Regions from separate parts of the Callithrix jacchus genome. Here region 2 is linked to region 1. Evidence: chromatin contacts called from public Hi-C data. All regions are on one chromosome and are shown on one strand. The core of a region is the stretch at or near the end of the contact, and the rest is flanking DNA. Distances in the headings are between cores, read along the strand shown.

What was found. A called contact is a pair of places that touch in the nucleus more often than the background predicts.
Region 2: a contact with region 1 is called in a Hi-C map of skeletal muscle, with 4 times the contacts expected there. The contact joins the promoter of SMIM15 here to the promoter of ZSWIM6 in region 1. A contact is called at or near these places in 2 of 3 Hi-C or Micro-C datasets (both in skeletal muscle).

Annotation. Positions count from the first base shown.
Region 1 is chr2:148,453,933-148,458,868 of calJac240_pri, reverse strand. It overlaps ZSWIM6 (zinc finger SWIM-type containing 6), which reads left to right and starts at 2,221. Exons shown (of 14, transcript XM_035291529.3): 1 at 2,221-2,881. The coding sequence starts at 2,236.
Region 2 is chr2:148,630,132-148,635,052 of calJac240_pri, reverse strand. SMIM15 (small integral membrane protein 15) reads right to left here and starts at 1,415. Exons shown (of 3, transcript XM_017969904.4): 1 at 1,169-1,415; 2 at 65-190.

The DNA of each region.
Region 1 (4,936 bases), core at 972-3,471:
AGTCATTTATCCTGTCTGGGGGCACCAGTTTTGTCATCGCTGACTTTCCAGTTCAGTGATTCTATGTGTTTATGTGTGAAAATGCCTGCTAATCTACACATTATACAAGCCTAAGTCCCATCATGACTGTTTTTGGATAGAATAGAGCCCAACTTGTGTTTTACTTTTAAACTTACTGTCTTCTATACCTATTGAGATCTAAAAATGAAACCCCTGTAGGAAAGAGACTTCTTTTTCTACTTGCCCATAAAGATCTTCCAGTTTTCCGCACAGGTTTTTTTCCTAGACATGGAGGAGATGCCCAAAAAAATACTGGACGGATATACAAAAACATAATGTCACCAAAATTTTCCTAACAAGTTAGCTAGCTGCGTTAAGTCGGCCAGCTTCCGACCCCAACGACCTACAGCCTGGGACTTTTGAAGGCCCGCCGTGGAGCTCGAGGTCTCCAGGGCCTCGGTCCCGAGTGGGAGATTTTCTTTAAAACGCGGAAGCGCGCTATCCCTTTAAATTCAGGCAGCGAGGCAAGCGGGCGGGGAGCAGCCAATAACCTTAAAAGATGCGAAAGTGTCAAAGGAGATACAGTTTATCTCCAACAATGGGAGCGGATCAGCACCACGGTTTACAGTAAAAAACAGAAGGTGGGGCTGGGAAGAACCGAGTCTCCGACGCGGTAATTAAGTCTGCGGCTTGGATGCAGATTTGACCGAGCTCTGTGGAGCGCAAACAATGTCCGCAGGGCTCTCGGTTCAGAGAGGGAGTCGCTTCTCCGCCTTCGTCCGCACCCGGCACCCGCGAGCCGCGCTCAGCACTCGCTCTCCTTCGTCCATCCCTACGCTGCTGGGCCCCGGGAGGCGGGCCTTGCGGGCGCCGCCAAGGCGGCTTGAATGCGCAGCGCGCGTCCCGAGCGCCTGGACTCCGCGCAGCCGGGCGCCGCGGTGGGAGCCGCACCGCAGATCCAAATGCGCCCGAAGCCGCCGTCCGCCTCCTGGCCCGCCGTCTGCCGCTGGCTGGGCGGTGTGTGCGCGCGCCCGCGGGGCTTGCGCGCGCCCCTGCGGCGTGTGTACTCACAAAGGTGTGTCTGATAAACCCAAAGCCCCGGCTGCGTTCCACCCCGAAAGGGAAAAACCCCGGCCTGGAGACAGGTCGCGGCCGCGGGGACCACCAGGGCATTCGGAGCTCCCCGACTCCTAGCGAGTGGGTCGGCTACCCGTCCCTAAGGGCTGAGATAGTGAGGACGGGACGGTGGCGGCCGGCTCCGGACGCACGTCGCGCGGCTGCTGGTCACGTTCCGAGAGCTTTGCGCGTTTTCGGGCACAGCCCTGCCTCCGGGACAGAGCGGACGCAGGGCTCGTGGATGGGCGCACTACAGCCAAGCCGGGCAGCGGACCGGGTGCGCTCCTTTCACACTAGGTCTGCAAAAGTGAAGTGGAAAGCCGCCGCCGAACGCAACCGTTCTTCCCATTCCCCGGCGCCGCAGCTTCGGCGGATGGTGGGGAAAGCTTCTCTAGACCGGCCGGAGGGGAAGCTGGCAGTCGGTCGGCTTCGGCCACGCCTCCACCGCCTTCCTCTCCACCCGCGTCTCCCCGGCTCCCTGCCGCATTTCTTTGTTTTGAAAGCGCCTCCTCCGCCCAGAGGCTTTTCCCCCGGAGGGCAGGCTGACTGGGGGGGTGGGGCATGGGCCCGTGGGCCCCGCCCCCCATTTAGCTCGGACCCCTCCCCTTCGCTCACCCCCCATCTCCCTTTTTCTCCCCGCTGCGACCCACGAGGCGCGTCCTCACTTGTCCGACTTCAAAGGGAGAGAGAACTGGAGGGGGAAGTGGAGTAGGCAGGGGGCGCAGAGACCCACCAACCCTCAGACCCGGCCCCGCGGCCCACCCCTCCCACGGGAACCCCGCCTGAGCCCCGCCCCCCCCGCGTCACAGCAGCCTGACATTCTCACAGCCCACCGGGCACCCAAACTGCCCGCCCCCACCACCCCCGTGTCGGCCAAGCGCTCTATTTATGTTTCAGCCCAGCGATTTGCATAGGCTCCGCCCCGGCCATAGGTTCCCCCTATCGGAGCCCCGCCTCAGCCTCTACGTCACGGAGGACACCCCGCCCCTTGTGCCCATACAAGGAGCGACGGGCCCTAGATGGCAGCGTGGCGTCGCGACGGCGTTGTGCGTGTCGCGCTTCCTTGTGCCGTTTATAGGGTCCCGGCACTTCCGCTGTCGGGTTAGAAGCGGCGCGGTCATGGCGGAGCGCGGACAGCAGCCTCCTCCCGCGAAACGGCTTTGCTGCCGGCCGGGCGGCGGCGGGGGCAGCAGCGGCGGCGGCGGCGGCGCGGGTGGCGGCTACAGCTCTGCCTGTCGACCCGGCCCACGCGCGGGCGGCGCGGCGGCGGCGGCGGCGTGCGGGGCCGGCGCGGCGCTGGGGCTGCTGCCGCCGGGCAAGACCCAGAGCCCCGAGTCGCTGCTGGACATCGCGGCGCGCAGAGTGGCGGAGAAGTGGCCGTTCCAGCGCGTGGAGGAGCGCTTTGAGCGCATTCCGGAGCCGGTGCAGCGCCGCATAGTCTATTGGTCTTTCCCCCGCAGCGAGCGGGAGATCTGCATGTACTCGTCCTTCAACACCGGCGGCGGCGCCGCGGGCGGCCCGGGCGACGACAGCGGCGGCCCCGGCGGCGCGGGCGGCAGCGCGGGCGGCGGCGGCGGCTCCTCGTCCTCCCCGGCCGCCACCTCGGCCGCCGCCGCCGCCGCCGCCACCGCCGCCGCCGCGGGGGCCGGGGCCCCGTCGGTGGGGGCCGCCGGGGCGGCGGACGGCGGCGACGAGACGCGGCTACCCTTCCGCCGGGGTATCGCGCTGCTGGAGAGCGGCTGCGTAGACAACGTCCTGCAAGTCGGTGAGTCACGGGGCAGCCGGGGACCGTCTGTCCGTCCGTCAGTCCCTGGGTGGGGGGGCGCCAGCTTCTCCCTTGCAGACAGCCCCCAGCCCCGCGCGCGCGCCAGTACTACCGCGGGTGCCCTCACCGGGACGGACGGTGCTCTGGAGCGGAGCGCCCATTTACTCCCTCTCTTCTCCGCTCCCCGTCGCCCCGGACGGGCCAGCGCGAATGGGAAATGAATCAGCAGGACGCGCCCCTTCGCGGGCTCCGCGCCCCGGGCCCGCGCTTCCCTCCCCGCATTCCTCCCGGGAGCACATCCTGGAGGTTGCTCGCCAGTTTCGGGGTGGATGTGGACAAAGGCGCGGGCGGACGGCCGGGCTCCCGCGAGGGTGTGTGTGGTGGGGCCGTGCGGGGCGGGGGAGGGGGCGCGGGCCGCAGACAATGCCGGCCGGGGCCGGGCCGGGGCCGGGCGGCTCGGCGCTCCCCCTTTTCCTATTGCTTGTCGCTGGCTCCTTTTTCTTCCTGGCCCCCGCCCCCCGCGTTTTGAGAGGAGGAGAATACATTTAAAGCCGCTCGGCGGCCGCTCCTTCCAGGGCTCCGACGGGCGAGCGGCCGCGGTGCTCCGGGGTTGCTGTGGCGTCTGGCCCCAGAGAGCTCCACCGGCCGTTCTGGGTTTCAATGTCTTTTTCCTCTTTGCGCCTCCTCAGTCTCGGAGCGGCGCAGGGGGGAGGTGGCGGGTGACCGGACCCGGACTCCGGAGGGACCACTCATCTGGAGGACGCCCTCTAATTAAAGGGCGCGAGCCCGAGAAGTAGCCGTTCGCGCTTCCTTTTCTGTGGAGCCTGCTCTAGACGCCCCTGTGCGGGCCGGGGCGCAGACCCGGTGCCCCGCTGCCCGAGTTTTGTTTGCGCCGGGTGTTCAGGTCGTGGTGCCCAGGGCGATCGGCGGTCAGCAGTTGCGGATTTGCCGCTCGCAGCCAAAGAGGTGAGCGGGCTGCAGGAGGAACTGGAGGCAGAGGGCTCGGCGGCTGCTCCCGCGTCCCCCCGGCGCGGCAGCCCGGCACTACCCAGCACTTTGTTCTCATTTTCAGGTTTATTTGTGCCCCTTTCAGTTTTCTGTCACCCCCCAAAAAGGAGAAACCAAACAAAAGAGTCTCTTTATTTCTTTTCAGGGCTCGTTAAGTAGAAGATGTTTGACAAAGGCGAGAAAAGGACTTGTGATTTAGAGCTGCACAGCCCTCCTTTCTCTGACAGATCATGAGAGTTTTCTCAAATACCTTAGTTTAAAAGCGTCCCCTGCTCCCCCTCCCCCAAAATGTTTTTTCCCCCTGTCCAGATCTTTTTCAGCCTTAGCGATGGGAATGTTTGAGCCAGACTGAAAAGAACAATGCTGTAGTGGAACTCCTTATGTTTTTTTCCTGATTGCAAATGGCATTTTTTTTGACCCCCTCCCATGTTAGCGTACTTGAAATTGTAGCATGGTTAACCCGGCACCGAATGAATGGGGATAGATTTGGACGCATCTCTGTCTCTTTGATTTTTAACTTAATCCTTTTTCTCTTTCTGTAGTCAGTTCCTTTTATCCTTTCCTTCTTTGGGAGTAGGGTGGGGGTCTGGATGGGGCCCCAAGAGAGAATTAAGATTTGTTTTAATCCTGTCTGGTTAATTTGAATTCTAATGCAATCTGCAGACGTGATTTTCTGCATGGTCATTTATTTCCAAAGGCAGCCCCCAGTGTTGCCTTTTCTATGTTGGGCACTCTTTCCTTCTGTCTAGAGGGGGTTTAGCTTTTGAGGCTAAACAAATCTAATTAACATTCTTTCAAGTTATACCTTTTTTTTTGTTTGTCTGTTTCCTGCCGGATAGAGATGGATGGAAGCATATCTATGGCTTCTCAGGATAACAAACTAGAGTCTGCGAATTTTTATAGCTTGGCTGGCAATGTGGAGGGTTTTTTTTTTTTTTTCTTTCCCTGTGCTTGACTCTGCTTGCAAGCAATGAGGAATGACAGGAGAGCACATAGGGAGGGTTTCTTGGCTGATTGCATTTAAGCCAGGAATTCACTGTGAAAATA
Region 2 (4,921 bases), core at 166-2,665, 180 kb before region 1:
GTAGGGAATGAGTGTATATACATCCTCTTACAATTTCAACTGGAATTTTTAAAGAATCATCTACCTTATGCTTCAGTAGTGATCTCTAACTTTGTCCTGGTATTATCAGTGACCCAATCACGATTCAGATGACCCTTGATTGTCTGTCTTCTTGAGTTCTACTGTATACATCTGAGAGATGGTTTAAATTCTGTACAGTTGGTGAGTTGGAGAGAATACAAAAAAGAAAACAAAATTTAAGTCACAACTTTCAGGATAACTTAATAAAATTTTAAATGGAAAATTTCTGTATTGTATATAAGAAACCTATATGACATGTAAAATTGCCTGTAAGTTACAGTAACTTCATATCTGTTTCTTCCTCATTTGAATTTACAATTGCAAATGCCCTGTAAGAAAATCCTAATTACTGGAAATCAAGTATTTTACTAAGTTACTTATTTCAATAATAAAATTTTTTTAGTTCACTGACATATAGGAGGCAAGTTGGCTCACTGATACCACACCCATTCCTATATTTTGAACTTTTTATACTAAAAATGTTGCCATTCATTCCTTTACTGAATTAGGTACACCACTAAATAAATCAAACACCTTACCTTACTCAAAGGTTTTGGGGGGTCTATTATACAATTTATGTTCTTTTCTTAGAAAATGAGATAACCAAAACAAATTATACTAATCCACCCACAATCCTATTACCCCAGGAAAACTGGTTTTATTGTATCTTCCCACGATTTTCAACTGAACACATATGAAAGTGCCTAATACGTTAAATATCTTAGCTCCCAGACTTCATACGACCTCTCCCATACAGCCAGAATTAGGTACTACTGAGATCGACCTGCCTTCACCTTCTCCAGACCAGTAGCGAATAACCAATTTAAGTTTCAGAGATAAGCAAAAGAACTTTGCTGTAAAATAGCCATGGTCCACAGGCCACACATCTCCCTGCACCTCAACTTCGGACCCAAACGCCCCCGCCTCCCACTTTCAGGAATAAATCCTACTCTTCCTCCCGAAACAGATCGACCCGGTTCGATCTCCCAACCAGATCCGCGTGGGCCATGCAGCTGCAGCTGATGGCACTAGACGACCATCCGCACTTCCTCCTTTGTCTTTCCCTTCTTTCTTAACGTTTCTCCCTTGCTCACTCTTCCCTCCTTACCCTATCCGGGCCGCAGACGCACGGGAGCCACGTTCACCCCTGCCCCTCGGCCTTAGCAAGAGCGAGCCCCTCGTCTTGCGAGCGCAGAGCCGGGGGATCCTGGGTTGGCCCCGCCACACTCGGCGCCTCCGCCGTTTCTGCTGGGTACCGGGAGAAAAGCACTGCCGCGGCTGTCACCTGCCCTCTCTACATCTCCCCAGGGGCTCGGATCCCACTCCCGACTCACCGCCTGACCGGAAGCAGGAAGGCGGAAGTCGCGGCCTTTGCGTCCCGCCCACAGGCGTCTTGACCCGCCAGCCGAGCGGGAGGAAGTCCAGGGGTCAGTTTCCGGCTGCGCCATTGCTGCGTGGGGCTTGGGACCTCTACTTATAGGACGTGGGCGGGTGCGGGGCGGGGACAGGGCGGTGTTGAGATATCCGGGGAGCGGCAGGTGAGGCCGCGCGGGGCGGGTGAGGGCAACCGCGCTCCCTTCCGGGCTGGAGCCCGAGACTACCGCGTCCTGCGGGGACCAGGTGGTGACCGAGGAGGCGTGGAGCGGCTTCAGGACTCGAACGGTTCCGAAGCGGCTATGGACTTTAGCCTTTGACCCCGATGTCGATCGACAGACAACCCCCATCCCCTGCTCTAGCCGGACAGTTGGAGGGTCCCGGGTGGGTGAGGTGTTTGGCTGCGGGAAACTCAAGCGGCGGCAAGAAAGCAGTTGGGTCCCCACAAACTGCCCGAAGCCAAGGTGAGGGTCACACAACGACTCTTGACGATTCCGACGAGTTCATTCTGGTTCACATCCCACCTCACGCCTCTCTTCTGGGTGGACAGTAGTTACAATTCTTAGGTAAAGGGGGCAGGCTGCTGGGCCTTGGTGGATCCACTCAACCTTGTTACCAAGGGAAATGCCGCCATGCTATGTGAAAAGGAGGGTTTTGTTGTTTGTTTTTAATAAGTACCTAACTCATTTCACGAAAGAATGATCACTACCTGCCCAGAGTAAACTTGACAAGTAATTAAACTGTCAGGGCACTGAGTTCCCATAGAGGTGCTTGTTCTTTCATTACACAAATAAAGGGATGCAAAAGTCAACATGCAGAAAGAGAAAGAGTGAGTTAATGCTGTCTTCTAATCTACAGGAACTGAAAGATTAGCTTTGGTTTGCTTGGTGACCAAATTTTGTGATTGCTTGCATTGTTTGACTACCTCTGACAAATGTTGCAAGACTCTTCACTGTTTAATTCTCCAAAGACTATAGAATGTTCTCTTTGAGGAGCAAGATACGACATGTTTAACTAGTTTAGGTAAAACAATAAGTATTATTTACTAGGGAACAGGCTTTTGGCAGATAATCTAACCATCTATGATACTGTTCCTCGGGCATATGTTAATGTTTATAATGTTGTATTACCAGCAGTGTTTTCTAACTCATTTTTATTTGAAAACCTAGGTGATAGTTTCAAAGCCTATGCTGCTTAGGCCTAGCCTGTACTTCTAATAGCCAGAAAAAAGCAGACTCAGTCACTGGATTGTGTGCACTAAATACTTACTAGAGGTAACTGATTTTTCTGAAACTTCCCCAAGTCGTGAATTCAAGATGTGATCAGAATGTATTATTTTAACATTCATCATTCTGGAGGCCAACACGTGTTTTAATCATGGTAGATGGTTTTCCCAGTTACTGCCTCTGGATACTTGCAGTGCTGCATCCCTGGTTAAAAGCACAGAAGTCTTGGGCAGGAAGAAAGGGCACATAAGGAGAAAGCCTCTGTAGCTCTTTAGCTGTAATGTAGACCCCAGCCAAAGACTGGTACCTGCTTTGTAGCCTGTTAGGAACTGGACCACACAGCAGGAGGTGAGCGATGGGTGAGTGAGCATCTCTGCCTAAGTTCTGCCTACTGTCAGATCAGCAGCATCATTAGATTCTCATGGTGCGAACCCTATTGTGAACAGCAAGTGCTTGGGATCTAGGTTGTGTGCTGCTTCTGAGAGAGTCGAGCTCGTGAACTAAGATTCACAAGTCTTGGTTGAGTAATGATATGTATACTCTGATAAATCACTCTGAGCATGTTTCTACTTAGGTATGTAGAAAGCATAGTAGGCCATCTCCAATGCCCTTTCAGCTTTAAAATCTGTAAATTGGACTGGATTTGGTCATTTATCTGGCTTAAATAAATAGCATAGTAAGATATTTGATATAAACATCATTGCAAGTTTTCCTAAGGTCTTTTTTTTAAAAAACATTGTCTTGTTCTGGCCTAGCTGGAATGCAGTGGCACTGTCATAGCTCACTGCCTCTTTGAACTCCTGGGCTCCAGGGATCCTTCCTCCTCACCATCTGAGTAGCTGGGACTATAAGCTACAAGCCACTGTATCCAGCTTAGCATTCTCACTGTTTTTAAAAACTGACCAGTGTTAATTTTTTGCTTAATGTATTCAGTTCTAAGTCAAGCCCAACTAGAGAGAATGAGTTTCAGTGATGTTTGTTTGAGACAGGGTCTCACTAAGTCACCCTGGCTAGGTGCAGTGGCTCTATCACAGCTCACTGCAGCCTTGACTGCCTGGGTTCAAGGGATCCTCCCACCTCAGCCTCTAGAGTAGCTGGGACTACAGATGTATGCCACTATGCCCAACTATTTTTTTAAATTTTTTTCTGTAGAGACAGGGTTTCACTGTTTTGCCCAGGCTGGTCTCAAACTCCTCGCCTGAAGTGATTCTCCTGCAAAGGCGCCTTTCAGGGTGCTGGCATTACAGGTGTGAGCCACTGTTCCAGGCTGAGATCTTATTTCTTTGAAAAGATTCTTAATCAGGTTTTCATTCTCTCTCAACTATCTGTCAGAATACCAATTTAGAATAACAAGGAAGTAAGGTCTGATTTACTTCCAAAATATAAAATCTTATTCATGTAAGTTAAACCAAATTAACTAAACCTTATGCTGTTAATTAAGTAGGGCCTGCCTTTGCATAAGATAATTCCTGTGTAGTATATCACACCATCAGCCTCTTCAGCACTAGTGTACTCTATTGCAATTATATTTTATAAGTAGAGCCTTATAAAATTCTTTTTTCTTTTGAGAATGGAAGCCCTGTGGCAGTCATATGCCATTTTTTTGCTTAAAAAGTATTTTTCCCTTGGTTGGTACAAAATTACATGTCATTCTAACCCATGTCAAAGTTGTAAGTAGTGAAACCAGAATAAGATTCAGATAATATTATTTTAAGATAATATAGTTTAGTAACAATTTAGTCTTGACTAAAAGACTTTGAGAGTGCTCTCACCTGCATCTTACATTGATGGAATTGGTTCTTTTCCTAAATTTTATTTTGTGAGGTTGTTTTCTTCCATTGAAACATAGTGCAAATACATTTCATAATAGGCACATTTATGTGATACTTATTTATTTGAGGCAGAGTCGCGCTCTCTTGCCTAGACTAGAGTGCAGTGGTGCAATCTTGGCTCACCACAATCTCCACCTTCCAGGTTCAAGCAATTCTTCTGTCTCAGCCTCCTGAGTAGTTAAGACTATAGGCACAAACCACCATGCCTGGCTTTTTTTTGTAGAGACTAGGTTTCACCATGTTGGGCAATCAGGTCTCTAACTCCTGACCTCAGGTGATTTGCCCACCTCACCTCCCAAATTTCTAGGATTATAGGCATGAGCCACTGTGCCCGGCCAGTAATTTTTTTTTTTTTTTTTGAGTAATCAGATTTTAGCAATATTTGAAAGTTTATACTGAAGAAGAAGAATTTTTTCAAAGCTACTTATT